Regions from separate parts of the Lactuca sativa genome. Here region 2 is linked to region 1. The links are chromatin contacts, called in public Hi-C maps. All regions are on one chromosome and are shown on one strand. The core of a region is the stretch at or near the end of the contact, and the rest is flanking DNA. Distances in the headings are between cores, read along the strand shown.

Region 1 (6,567 bases), core at 2,478-4,977:
CCCTTAGATGAAGAGGTATCTGAAACCAAAACTGAAAACCGTAAGCACAAAGCTTAGTGAGTTCCCCCATCATACTACATATCATACAACCATACATACTGTCAGGGAGTTCTGGGGTGCTGACCTACCCATGTCAAGCCATTCTATGGTGTTGATCTACCCATGTCAGGCCATTCTGGGGTGCCTGCCTACCCTCCGGTCTATCTCACCCAGTCACGGGGACTATTTCACCCATACTCCTATCACATAATAATATATCATAATCATGCTGTAAGACATATTTGGGGTGTCCGACCTACCCTTCGGTCCTAACGACTGAATTGGGGATTATTCCCCCTCCTACTACCATTAGCACATAGAACAAACATACCGGAACATAGAACATGTCAAATAATAGCAAACCAGACAATTATCACATAGACAATCATTTATACTATAATCAACTACTAGTGGGTCGGCCTTGGTGTCGTAGACCCACTTCTACTGGAAAGTAAGTCACTTCAATGTCATGTAGTGACTACACTGTCCTCGGTACGGAAATCAACTCTTCTCGACTCCTCGATCCCTACACATCATCCTTTCTAAGTTACCATTTCATACTCATAACCCCTACCAGGGTCAACTCAAGTCCAAGTCAAAGTCAAGGTCAAGACCTTGGTCAAAGTCAACATCTGGTTGACTCGACTCGCCGAGTTGCTCCACCAACTCGCAGAGTCCCCACGTCCACCAAAGGCTACAATCATGTCCCTACTCGTCGAGTATAGCAAGAGCTTGATGAGTTCTCCTTTAACAAACATAGGGACCTTCTTCAACTGACTCACTGAGTTCGTCCTTGAACTCGTCGAGTTCATCTTCATTCGTATGAAGGTATTTTAGTCTATGACTCGCTGAGCTCTCCCTGAACTCGTCGAAGTCCGTCTTCATGTGGTTGGGACATTGCCTTGAACTCGCCGAGTTAGCTCATCCACTCGTTGAGTTCTATGATTTCCAGGTCCCTAAAGAGCCTAGACAACTGAGTGATCTTCAATCTTATCATCTGGTCCTTTAATATAAAGGATTTGGTGGAAAATACGTCCCGACTCGCCGAGTCCCTTTTTGTCCCAAACTATACATTCAATTTTACTTGGTCTAAATGTTTCCAAACCATAGATCTGACCTCCTAGGGTCCATATTATACGTAAAGCTACGAACTTGATGTCCATGCATGGGGTCTTTGGCTCAAAAAGCCATAAAAAGGGGTTTATATGTTGCATGGGTCTCCCATGGCCATAAAGTTGGCACCTTTATGCCATGGGAACCCTCAATGGTTCTAGATCTGAAGTACAACTCCAAATATACACATAAATCTGAGTATAGCTTCTCTAAAGCTTAGAAAAGGTAGAAAATAGCCCCAAATCAAGATCTAAGTAATGAATAGCCAAGGTATCAGCTTTATACCTCAAATGAGCAGGAAATGTGCCAAGACTTCTGGATCTACTTGCTCTCTCTGGATCTACTTGCTCTCTCTTGATCTCCCAAGCTTCCTTCTCCTTTTCCAACTTCAAATACACACAAAAGGCACCAAAAAGCTCAAAAACACTCAAATAAGGCTTAGGGTTTCAAGTTAGGGTTTTCTCTGGGTTGAGGAGGGACGATGGGGGCTGGTTGAGGCAAAATAAGTCGTTTAAATAGGGTGCAAACACTAAATATTAGGGTTTCATCCAGACAGCTTCTACTCGTCGAGTCGGTCTCCCGACTCGTCGATTAGATCATTAAACTTCCCGGTCAAAATCGAGTCTACTCGACGAGTTGGGCCTCTAACTCGCTAAGTCCCAGAGTAAAATATACACTTGAATTTAAATATGTACCAGGAACCGGGTGTTACAGTGACCGTGATCACCTTGGGTAAATTGAAAATGGTGTGGGTAGGGTAATTTTCTCATGCCTAAGAGAGACAATCTAAACTTCCTATCATTCAAGGAAAGCCATGTATGCTATCATGATGAGCTTGCAATTGTACGATTTCATTGTGTGTAGGCTACGTAAATATTTTAGACCGTAAAACTCATTCATAGTTTTGCAAAAAAAAAGTGGAGACAGCCTTATGCGGTGCTAGCGGACATCTTAAAACTCTCGTTCAACGCATCGGGCGTGATGCCATATGCTAATTGATAAAGTATAGTTGTGCATTTTTGTAAGGGAGTGAACCTCTAGCATCGGGATGTTGTTAGAAAAAACTACACCCTCATTAAATCTTCGACTATACATTCATATAAAGGTTTGAACATTCTGAAGCGCCTTTCAAAAATAGTACCCTTGAAAAGTGGCATTCTCGTGAAAGTAATCTTGTATCAAACATTGGTTGACTTCTTCACGGTTTTTGTAAATATATCTTTGTGTTCTCTTTTGAGAACTTTTAGCAATGTTATTGCATAGAGAGGCATAGGCTTGCTCCGCCATTTGACCACAAGCGACGACACTATAAAAAAGAAATTGAAATTCTTCAAACGACGAAGAAGATGACATTTTTCTAGTTATTTTGAGAGAAAAAGTATAGAAAATTGTAAAATATTGGTTTTGGTTTGAAGAAATAAGGGTAAAAGTATGGATTTATAGGTAAAAAACAATTTTTTTACACAAGTGATCGTTCAACGGTCCACCAACCCATCACCCAATCAAAAAGCTTGGTAATCGAAGGGAGAGGTGCGGTTCCGCATAGGGCGGAGAGGGGTTTCCTTGCCTATGTGGCAAAAGGTGCGGCCTAGCCGCATTCACTCCCTATAGTCTTAGTAATGTACCAGCTCAGCAAGACTGAGCCGAGTAGTAAAATACCGACACGTGAAGCGAAATTCAGACTGAGTCGAGATATTATTGAACTCAAAGTAACGTCGAGGTCCCATTATATCATGTGTAATACGATCACATGTGGAAAGCAAACGTCGAGGTCCCATTATATCATGTGTAATACGATCACATGTGGAAAGCAAGCACGATAGACAAGTGTGATAGTTGTTGTCCTCATCCTGTGTAATACGATCACATGTGGAAAGCAAGCACGATGGAGGCACATACATACTACAAGTGTGATAGTCATTGTCCTCATCCTCAAACACTATAATAACTTTTTCGTAAAAGGCATCTCCAAGTAACAATTTACTCTCATTTCAACTTAAAAATCTCACATACTATCTAGAGTGCAATTCTAGAACACCGTTTTGAATTATGACCGACCCATATATTCTCTTGTGATCAATAGGTCTTAAAAGCATTCCATTCAAACAATCGAACAAGAAAACTATGAATCCGAATGAGTCATTTGAAAACAACTTAATAAGAAAACTCTAAATTCCAATCCATCTTATCTCAAACGTATCTCCCAAAGACTTCGTTACATGAATATTTAACCAAGACGATGATTTAGCACTTTAAAAAAACTAAAAGTAACTAAAGTTGAATTTCAATAGCTTTTTATTTTATATTGCTTTTTAAACTCCTAAACGTACGGCTGAAAATTGATTCTTGGATCTCACACCTCGTTTGAATCTTTAACTTGTTTTTTTATGCCCTACGAATTAACATAAGTCATCTGAGTTTTTTTACATACAAACTATAAACTTAATCTTAAAGATGAATTATGAAAACAATTTTAAGTTACCAAGAAAAAAAAAAGGAAAAAAGAAATAGAGGTAGCCAAATGCCAAATGCCAAATGACATTATTATCCCTACGGCCATCTAATTGTTGCCGAACAGTGGGGAAACGTACACATACATACCTGCTCCACAATCGCCCAAGGTTTTTCCCTCCTCTTGCTTTTTGATGTCAATTCCTTACTCTTCCTGAGATTTCTAGAAACCAACTTTTAGGGTTCTTTGCATTATTCTGCAAACACCTCTTCCATATTCTCTCCAGATGGGTTTGTGGGATTCTTTTCTCAATTGGCTTCGTAGGTAATTCCGTCGAACACTTACCCTTCAATTCGTACTTTCATGTCTCTCTAATTCTCACTTATTTCATGCTTTTTGATCGTTTTTCCTTCCTCTTTGTTCATTTTACTTTATTGACTTGTGGCTCATATCAATCTTGCATCTGCTAAATTTCCGGCTAGTTCGTTGAACACCAAATCGTGTTCTACTTATCGAACTTCTTGTAGATTTTGATTTAGCTATCTCTAGTTGACAATTTTATGTCAAGATTATGGAACTAAAGGGGGGAAATACGGGGTATATGAACTAAGCTTCCACACTGTAGCACCTAGTAATTGGATATATTTAGTAGATTAAAACCATAAAATTTTGCATCTTAGTGTTGTATCCACATGTTTTTAATCAATCGAATTAATCTTTGATAGAATTCATAATATTAAAGAACGTTTATCAAAAAATTTAAAGAACGTTTTATAGACTGTTTTTACTTTTTAAGGTTCTGAAAGAAGATTTATAGAAGGGAGTTGAATTAAGTGCTTCCAAGAAAGCCTAACTTTTTTTTCTTCACTTTTAATCGATTTTATTTGGTGAATGGCTGTTGCTTATTTTGAAGTAGAATATTAAATAAAGCTAAAAAATGAAAGTAGGATGCTATTTCTTGCATCCTAATAATAAAAAAAGTACAATTCAGTAATCCTACAACTTAATAGATATTTCAAAACACAATGCCTTAATAACAAAAAAAAAAAATGAAAGTAGGATGCTATTTCTTGCATTGAAGCTTGTGTTTAAACTTAACTTTAAGATTCTCACCATGTTTAGATATCAGTTTGTTCTTTAAACAGGAAATGGAGCTTTCACTTGTGGGCCTTCAAGATGCTGGAAAGACATCTCTTGTGAATTCCATTGCTGTAAAAATCTTCATTTCCACAATTTTATTTCTTCTTTTCCAATTAAAAAAATAATCAAACTCTGATTTATTATTACTTTTTAATCACCAGACAGGCGGCTACAGTGAGGACATGATTCCAACTGTAGGTATCTTTTAAACGATGAAAAATCATTTTATTATTAGTGTTACACATTATGTTATTTTAAATCATTTAATTTCGATAATCAGGTGGGATTTAACATGCGAAAAGTTACAAAAGGAAACGTGACGATAAAGCTTTGGGATCTTGGAGGGCAACGGAGGTTCCGATCCATGTGGGAAAGATATTGTCGAGGAGTTACTGCCATTTTGTAATTCACTTTTCTACATTTAATTGTTGTAACAAATTGGAAAAAAATATTTAAGATTTATATATAATAATAAAATTATTTAATATGTGGAAATACAGGTATGTGGTCGATGCTGCTGACAGGGATAGCATTCCGATAACAAGAACGGAATTACACGACCTCTTGACAAAGCCGTCTTTAAATGGGATTCCTTTGCTTGTTTTAGGAAACAAGATTGATAAGTCACAAGCGTTAACTAAACAAGCATTGGTTGATCAATTGTAAGTGGTTTAAAAAAAATGAAAATAAAATGTTCGTTTAGGCTGTATTTGTTATGCAGGATAGGACAGGACACGACATGACATACAGGTTATACTGCGTTTGACGTGCATTGGACTGGGACCGATGTCAATAAGACAAAAATTGTAATTTATTTGTCCGAACCGAAAAGGTGGAACAAGGTGGGAGTGGACTCGCTCTCGATCTCTTGTCTTTGTGAAAAGACATGAATGTCCTTCTCATCTTCGTCGTTGAAAAAAGCCACAAAAAGCTTGTCCAATCCCGTTTGGTGTAATAAAACGCAGTCTTAGACTGCGTTTTTTACATGGGACTGGACAAACTTTTTAGGGCTATTTTCAACGACGAGGATGAGGAGGACATTCATGTCTTTTCACAAAGACAAGAGATCGAGAGCGAGTCCGTCTCCCACCTTGTTCTACCTTTTTGGTTCGGACAAATAAATTATAATTTTTGTCTTATTGACATCGATCTCAGACAGTCTGTTATGTATTGGTAAGATATAATAGACATGACTTTAGGTATGACAGTGTTTTGATTCTTGTGATGTTTTGTGCAGAGGTCTTGACACAATTAAAGATAGAGAAGTGTGTTGCTACATGATTTCATGCAAGGAATCAATAAACATAGATATGGTGATGGATTGGCTTATCAAACACTCAAAAACAGCAACATGACGAATTGGTTCAACATCTTTGAGACTTGTCTGCTTATGTCTACTTAAAACGGGATTTACACGACTGTTTTTATTAATGTCGGCATGTCGTCTAAAATCTTTTGATTATTAGCCTATCTTTGATTAGTGTACATGGTTTATGATGTGTATATTCGAAGATTATTGACTCCTTCCACCACCATGGAAATCCGTTTATGAAGTTCGATTATTTTTTTACATAATTGTTAATTTTGTTTCAAAAATCTCGTGACAAAGAGGGCCAGAGTGATGTGACGTGGGAAAAGTATATTAATGAAATGACAAATGTAATACGTGATACTTATCTGGGGATGTTTTTGTCAGAGTTCTCAACAAGTTTTTGGAAATTTCAGATTTTAAATTTTATTGTGCGATGGAAAACGAAAGCGAAAGCGACAATACTTTGCCGAATATGCCCCCGTGAAGGGACCAACGGTTCAGAAACTCTAAG
Region 2 (6,567 bases), core at 1,657-4,156, 190 kb after region 1:
CCATTCATTTCGATTTCATATCACAATTTACTACACAACCTACAATGTGTATAAAAAATCAACAACAACAAATCAAATCAAAAACAACAAATTTCAAGAAAACATCAAGAATCAAGAATCACTCACGATATCACTCGATAAATTCCCTTCCCTCTCTTGCACCCCATTCGACCTACAAAGCTCCTCAATTTGACTCATCACATCACCCATCAAAGGCCTCTTATCAGGATATTGTGCACAACATTCAATAGCCAATTGCAACAATTGAACCATATCATCTTCCACATTTTGATACCTAAGAAGCTCAAGATCAAACACTTCAGAAGTCCATTCTTCACGAACCACAGATTGGACCCACCTTGGAAGATCAACCCCTTCTTCATTCAATAACGCATGGGTCGGGGCTTTACCCGTTAAAAGCTCCAATAGTAACACACCAAAACTGTACACGTCAGCTTTTTGGGAGATTTTTCGGATATCCGTAACCTCCGGTGCACGATAGCCGTCTATACGAGTTGGGGTTGAGATGGGGCCCACGAGCTGAGCGAGCCCAAAATCGGAGACACGGGATTCGTAGGTTGTTGTTAAAAGAATGTTTGATGATTTTATGTTTCCGTGAGATACGGTTGGTCCTTGCGCGTGTAAGTAGGTGATTCCGCGGGCCGCTCCGAGTGCGATCGCAGATCGGGTTTCCCAGTTCAATGGTGTTCGACCGGCTCCTCGGTTACCTACACAATAGTTCAATAACATCAGTTTTCTGAAAGTTATTGATCGATAGCTGACAAAATTGTCAGCTATCATTAACTTTGGGTTTTAACACTAAAACTCAAAGTTATTAGTAGTAACTTTTTGAGTTTTTTTTTATAAAAGCTCAAAATGTTACTAGTATTACCAGTAAAGTAACTTCTTGTTTTTTTTAAAAAAGCTCAAAAATTACTAGTATTACCGGTAAAGTAACTTCTTGTTTTTTTTAAGAAAGTTACATTACAAATCTTGTTTTTTCTAATAGTAAAATAAAATAAGTACGGAGTATATTTTATCCCTAATTTTTGTTTTAGGAAGATTGAGAAGAAATGCTTAAACCCAACTACCCCATTAATTTAATACCCTGATTAGTATCTTTAATCTCACTTCATTACCATTTACCAAACGACATTGTGTGCAGAGTTATATCAATATATGACAGATCTAAGAACAACCTTGAAATTTTTAATTTGAAAAAGACAGTTGACCACCCACATTATGATTAAAAAATTAGGGAATTTCAAAAATCAAGAATCGAGATCCACGATTTCTTGGTTAATAATTTGAAATTAGGAAATGGTAATTATGTTTAGGAATTGAAGAAGAGATAATTTACCATGTAAGAGAGCAGATAAGCTTCCCATAGGCATGTAATCGTAGACAAGAAGCTTTTCTTCGCCATTGCAGTAGTACGCTCTTAAAGGAACTAAATTCTCATGATCCATTGCTCCTACACCTTCGATTTTCTCTCTGAATTCCTTATCCGCCATTGTTACATCCTTCAACCTTTTCACGGCCACCGCAAAACCCATCTCCAGCACCGCCTTGTAGGCAGTGCCGAATGTCCCTTTCCCTAAAACTTCAGCGGATGCTCTCAGTAAATCCTCCAAATCGAACTTACCTAACTCCTTGTTCTTCTTGAAGAACACTAGCTTTTTAGTAACAACCTCACCGGATTTCCCCTTCGCAGCACCTCCTGCGCCACCAACCGCCGCCGTTAACGATGGGTAACTGTCAACATTCTCAGTGGATTTCTCACGGGGCATCTCAACTTCTACATGCTTTGCTTCGACCAGATCCTTTGGCCTTGTCTCCTCCTTTTGATTTCTCTTCTTACAACACAAAAAGAACAAAATTATAAGAATTAGTAACAGAGCCAGTACGGATCCTATCACAATTCCGGCAATGGCGCCGCCGGAGAGCTTATTTGATTTGGATTTGGATGGCACTGCGCCCGGCCCGGACTCTGACCCGTTACAGCTTGCAAGCGGACCTCCGCAGAGGGAGTTACCGGAAAACGCGGAATCTGGGAAAACCGAGAACTTTGATGGGATTTCTCCGGTTAATTGGTTGTTGGAGACATTGAAAAGAGCGATATTAGTCCGGTTTAGGTCCGGAATTGAACCTGTCAACGCATTGTTCTCCAAATACAATGTGGCTAAACGGGTCAAATTATTAATCGAATTCGGAATAGTACCGGATAAATTGTTGTTCGCGAAGCTAACCCTAACGAGATTCACGAGAGGGGAAAACGAATCCGGAATCGGGCCTGAAAACAGATTGTTTTGGAGGTAGAGATTCCGGAGGTTAACGAGTGAGAAGATGTCTGCGGGGAGAGGACCGGAGAGGGCGTTGTAACGGAGACTGAGAGTGGTAAGTTGGGTCAAATTGCCGAGGGTGTTGTCGGGGAGTTGGCCGGAGAGACCCATTCCGGGGAAGTGAAGTTCGACGACACGGTTGGTTTTGTTGTCGCAGAAGACACCGGGCCATGTGCAAGGGGTGGAGGGTTGGGAGATGTTCCATAGGATGGATCTGCCGCCGACGGCTGAGCGGATAGCAAGGATGGCTAACCTGTCGGCGCTCAGGTCAGGCTTACCGGCGATGAAGAGGGAGAAGAAAAGGATTACAGAGAAAAAGAAAGGATTTTTCTTCATCTTGGAGAGAGAGAAAGAAGAGAGAGAGGCCACTACGTTTGAGAGTGGTGTGGCAGTAGGAGTAGAAAAAGAGCAGTTTATTCCTCACTTTCTCTCTCTAGAACGATTCGGGTTGTGGGGCAACTCAATAGAAAAAGTTCAATGAGGTAAGATTCCAAATTTTGAGAAAGATAGGGGCAAACAATGTGACTTTCATAAAAAGTAACGAGTAAAATGTAAAATTGGCAATTGTTCGAAAAAAAAAATAATAATAAATTAAGTGGATATAGCCTATTATCTTTTTAACTTGTATTTGTATAGTAGTCTAATTTTTTTTATAGTACAAAAAAATATATTATATTTTTTAATTTATTTTAATATGTTAATAATTTTTAAACTCTCTCACACATATATACACACACCATCATGTTCTTCACAAAACATATATCGAAACAAACCAACAACACAGAAGAAGAATATTATGAACATGTAGTCAAAAGCTACTTTAGTATGTACCCAAATGGAAGAGAAAGGACATAGTCTTCAAATCAGTAAAGGCTGTAAAGCAAAATGAAAAATGAACAGAGATCAAGAAACAAATGCACCCTCTCGATATGTAAGCCCTAATTAAAAAAACTAAATACCTATGGGTAAATATGAACTCTAAATCGTAGAAACAAAATTCAGGGAAATAGAGATGAACCCTAGATTAAGAGTTCTGTTTTTTGGTCACTATGATGAGAGAGATACTCTTACTTAAACTTGATCAGCCCTTTACTTATGGTTGATTTCTATAAAATGCAATGAATATTACTGTTATTCATTGATTTCTAATGTGGTTAAGCCTCTTGGTTTGATTTTAAAATGATCATAATGACATTTGACACGACAACAATGTTTTAAAAACCAGTTTTTTAGTTGAACCGGTATGGTGACCGATTACTGGTTGCACCTTCGGTTCAACGGGCTTCTATAATTTTTATATTTTTTTTCCTATTTTCCTACATACACACAAAGATCCATAATTTTAAACATTAAACATACACATAAATATAAGTTGAAGATCAATCTAAATACATTAAAAACGCATAACCGTAAGTTTTACATCAATCTGCGTACATCAAAAATAAAATAAAGTAAAATATGGAAACAAAATATAATTTTAGATAAATACAAACGCATTAAAAAATATTATAATATTTATCATATGTGTTTATTTAAATAAATCTAAATAGCTGTGAAAAAAAGTTTGGTATGAAAATGATTAATTTCCATGTGTTTTTGTTTAATTTAACCGGTTCAACCGGATTTTTGTAAAAACCAACCGGTTCATTCCGATTCAGAAATAAATATAAAACTGATGCTAATTGAACCACTTCCTTTTTCGGTTTCCAGTTCAATCAATCGGTTCAAATCGGTTTTTAAAACATTGCACAAGAGTTATACGATTAACTATCTCTATTATCATTCTTTAATTCATATCATGCTTGATTTAATCTGAATTGATCTAAATGGTCATGGAAATCAATTGGTGTACATATTGGTCATCTAATGAAATTTTATACACATTAAAGTTCATTGTTTTATTAACTTAATCTTATGATTTGATTCATCATTAGTCATAATTGTCTTAATGATCATAAAACAGTTATGATTCAAGCAAATATAATTAGATTTGTCATCTTGACTATATAAACTTAGCAATAGACAATAAAGATACAAATTTTATAAAGAAGGGTTTTTTTATGAAACAAATATGACAAATTAAATAATTAATAATATCACAATAGAAATCAAAGCATAACTTTAAGGTTTATATACATCTAAGAAAAAACAAAGGGTGGGTTTTTATCCTATAATTTAAGTATATTAGAGAAGGAAATCATAAAAAGTAGAAAAAAAATTCACAAATAGTCCTTTAGGTTTATCGTTTTTTTTTAAATGGTCTCTATTAAACTTTTTCCTTTGAGATGGTTCCTATAGAGCAAATCTTACACACTAATGGTACTTACTGTGGATGTCTATTAGATGGATCTATTAAGTTGATTTTTTTTATAATGATTATTTCTATGATTTTGTGAAACTTGATTAAGGAACATTTGTAAAAATTTATGCAAGAACCATTTGAAATATTACAAGGTTAGTCTCTCAATTTTTTTTTTCTTTTTACATTTTCGACCCTCTTTTATTACTATTTTTTAATTTAAATTTCTTTTAAAATTCTCCTTAATTTTTTCACAACTTTATTATTATTATATATATTTTTAAGTTAAAATTTTAGAAATTAGTTTTTATAACAATTTTTACATGAAATCTTTTTATGAAATACATTTATTTTTATGAAATATATTTATTTTTATATGAAATGTGATATTTATATAAATAAAAAAATTAAAAGTTATAAATTTTAATCATCATAAAAATATATTTTATTTAATATATAAATAATTTTTGGTGTTTAGACTTTATCTAAAATATTCAAACTACAATACATAATTAAATATTTTTGTTTACTATTTTTTATCTGAAATTATTTGAAGTATAAACACATCACTTTATTACTTTTTAATTTTTGCATGATGTAATATTTAACATTTATCTTCATTTAACTAATACAAATATATTTATTTTTAATATATATATATATATATATATATATATATATATATATATATATGATGTGTTATAATAAAAAATATGTTATTATAGAAATAATAGTATGCCAGTATTTTATTTAAAAATTATATGTATGCGAATTTGAATTAAAAATTAAAATAGGTTTTGGTTTTGGTTTCATAAAGTAAGTATGGTAAATTTTTTATTGGTTTGATATAAACTTCTGAAATTTAATTTTAGAAAGTTATTTAGTTTTATCAAATTTTGAATATATTCTTTAATAAAACATAAACTTTTCAAAGCAATATGTATGTATATATATATATATATATATATATATATACATATATATATATATATATATATATATATATGGTTAGGTTATTTTGTTTTTAGTAACTATCGTGTGACAGAATGCACAGATCTGGACCATTGGATGGAATATAATCAAAGATCATGATCTGAAGGTCTATGATAGTAGAATAAGATAACATGTACCATATAATCCCACAAATTTGAGCATAAAAGCATTTTAGTCAATTAACCTATATTAAAAAAGGAAATTTTCGGATTTTTAGGGATAATTAAATCCTTTATTTTTAAAATTCTGAATATTTTAAATTAATTTAAAATTAAAAGTCCGATTTTATTCTGTCAGAATGATATAATTTTAACCATAAACTAGTAAATATGTTTTTTCGATTTTATTCTGTTAGAATGCCAGAATGTCAACCATAAACTAGTAAATACATTCTGAAAGAATACACAAAATCAATTCTTGAACTAATAATATACCAAATAATTACATTGTATGATTATGATTCATTGAATAATAACAAACATTCTGAAAAAATAACAAGTATAATTCTTAAAAAATAACAACATTCTTAAACAATGAGTGTGATCATTATTTAATTCATTCTTCAAGCCTTTCCCATCAGGTCTTCAAGCCATTTTTCAAGCGTACAATACATAAATAATTATTTAAGTACAATTATTTTACACTACGAGTACACTACAAAAAGGGAATACGTACAATTACAAGAACAAGAGAACATTTACACACTATACGTAAACAAGTTAATACATAATTGTGAGCCACTATTTCATTTTACATATTAGGGTATGCGTTAAAGTCCTGATTATAACCAGAGTCTCCTGGAAGGAGAGCGTGAATTTGTGTATAGATCTATACATGACTGACAATCCCGCACCTAAATTGTTAGCTACTATTAGGCCGGAAGGCCTGGGGTGACAAATGTCATAACATTCCGACGCCTGATGAACTTCGCGC

What was found. A called contact is a pair of places that touch in the nucleus more often than the background predicts.
Region 2: a contact with region 1 is called in a Hi-C map of leaf, with 8 times the contacts expected there. The contact joins the promoter of LOC111904731 here to the promoter of LOC111904732 in region 1. A contact is called at or near these places in 2 of 4 Hi-C or Micro-C datasets (leaf and seed).

Annotation. Positions count from the first base shown.
Region 1 is chr3:89,428,584-89,435,150 of Lsat_Salinas_v11, forward strand. LOC111904732 (ADP-ribosylation factor-like protein 8c) reads left to right here and starts at 3,728. Exons shown (of 6, transcript XM_023900461.3): 1 at 3,728-3,928; 2 at 4,734-4,815; 3 at 4,906-4,938; 4 at 5,025-5,146; 5 at 5,245-5,406; 6 at 5,982-6,319. The coding sequence starts at 3,891. The coding sequence ends at 6,099.
Region 2 is chr3:89,621,160-89,627,726 of Lsat_Salinas_v11, forward strand. It overlaps LOC111904731 (probable inactive receptor kinase RLK902), which reads right to left and starts at 2,907. Exons shown (of 2, transcript XM_023900459.3): 1 at 1,361-2,907; 2 at 1-728. The coding sequence starts at 2,678. The coding sequence ends at 112.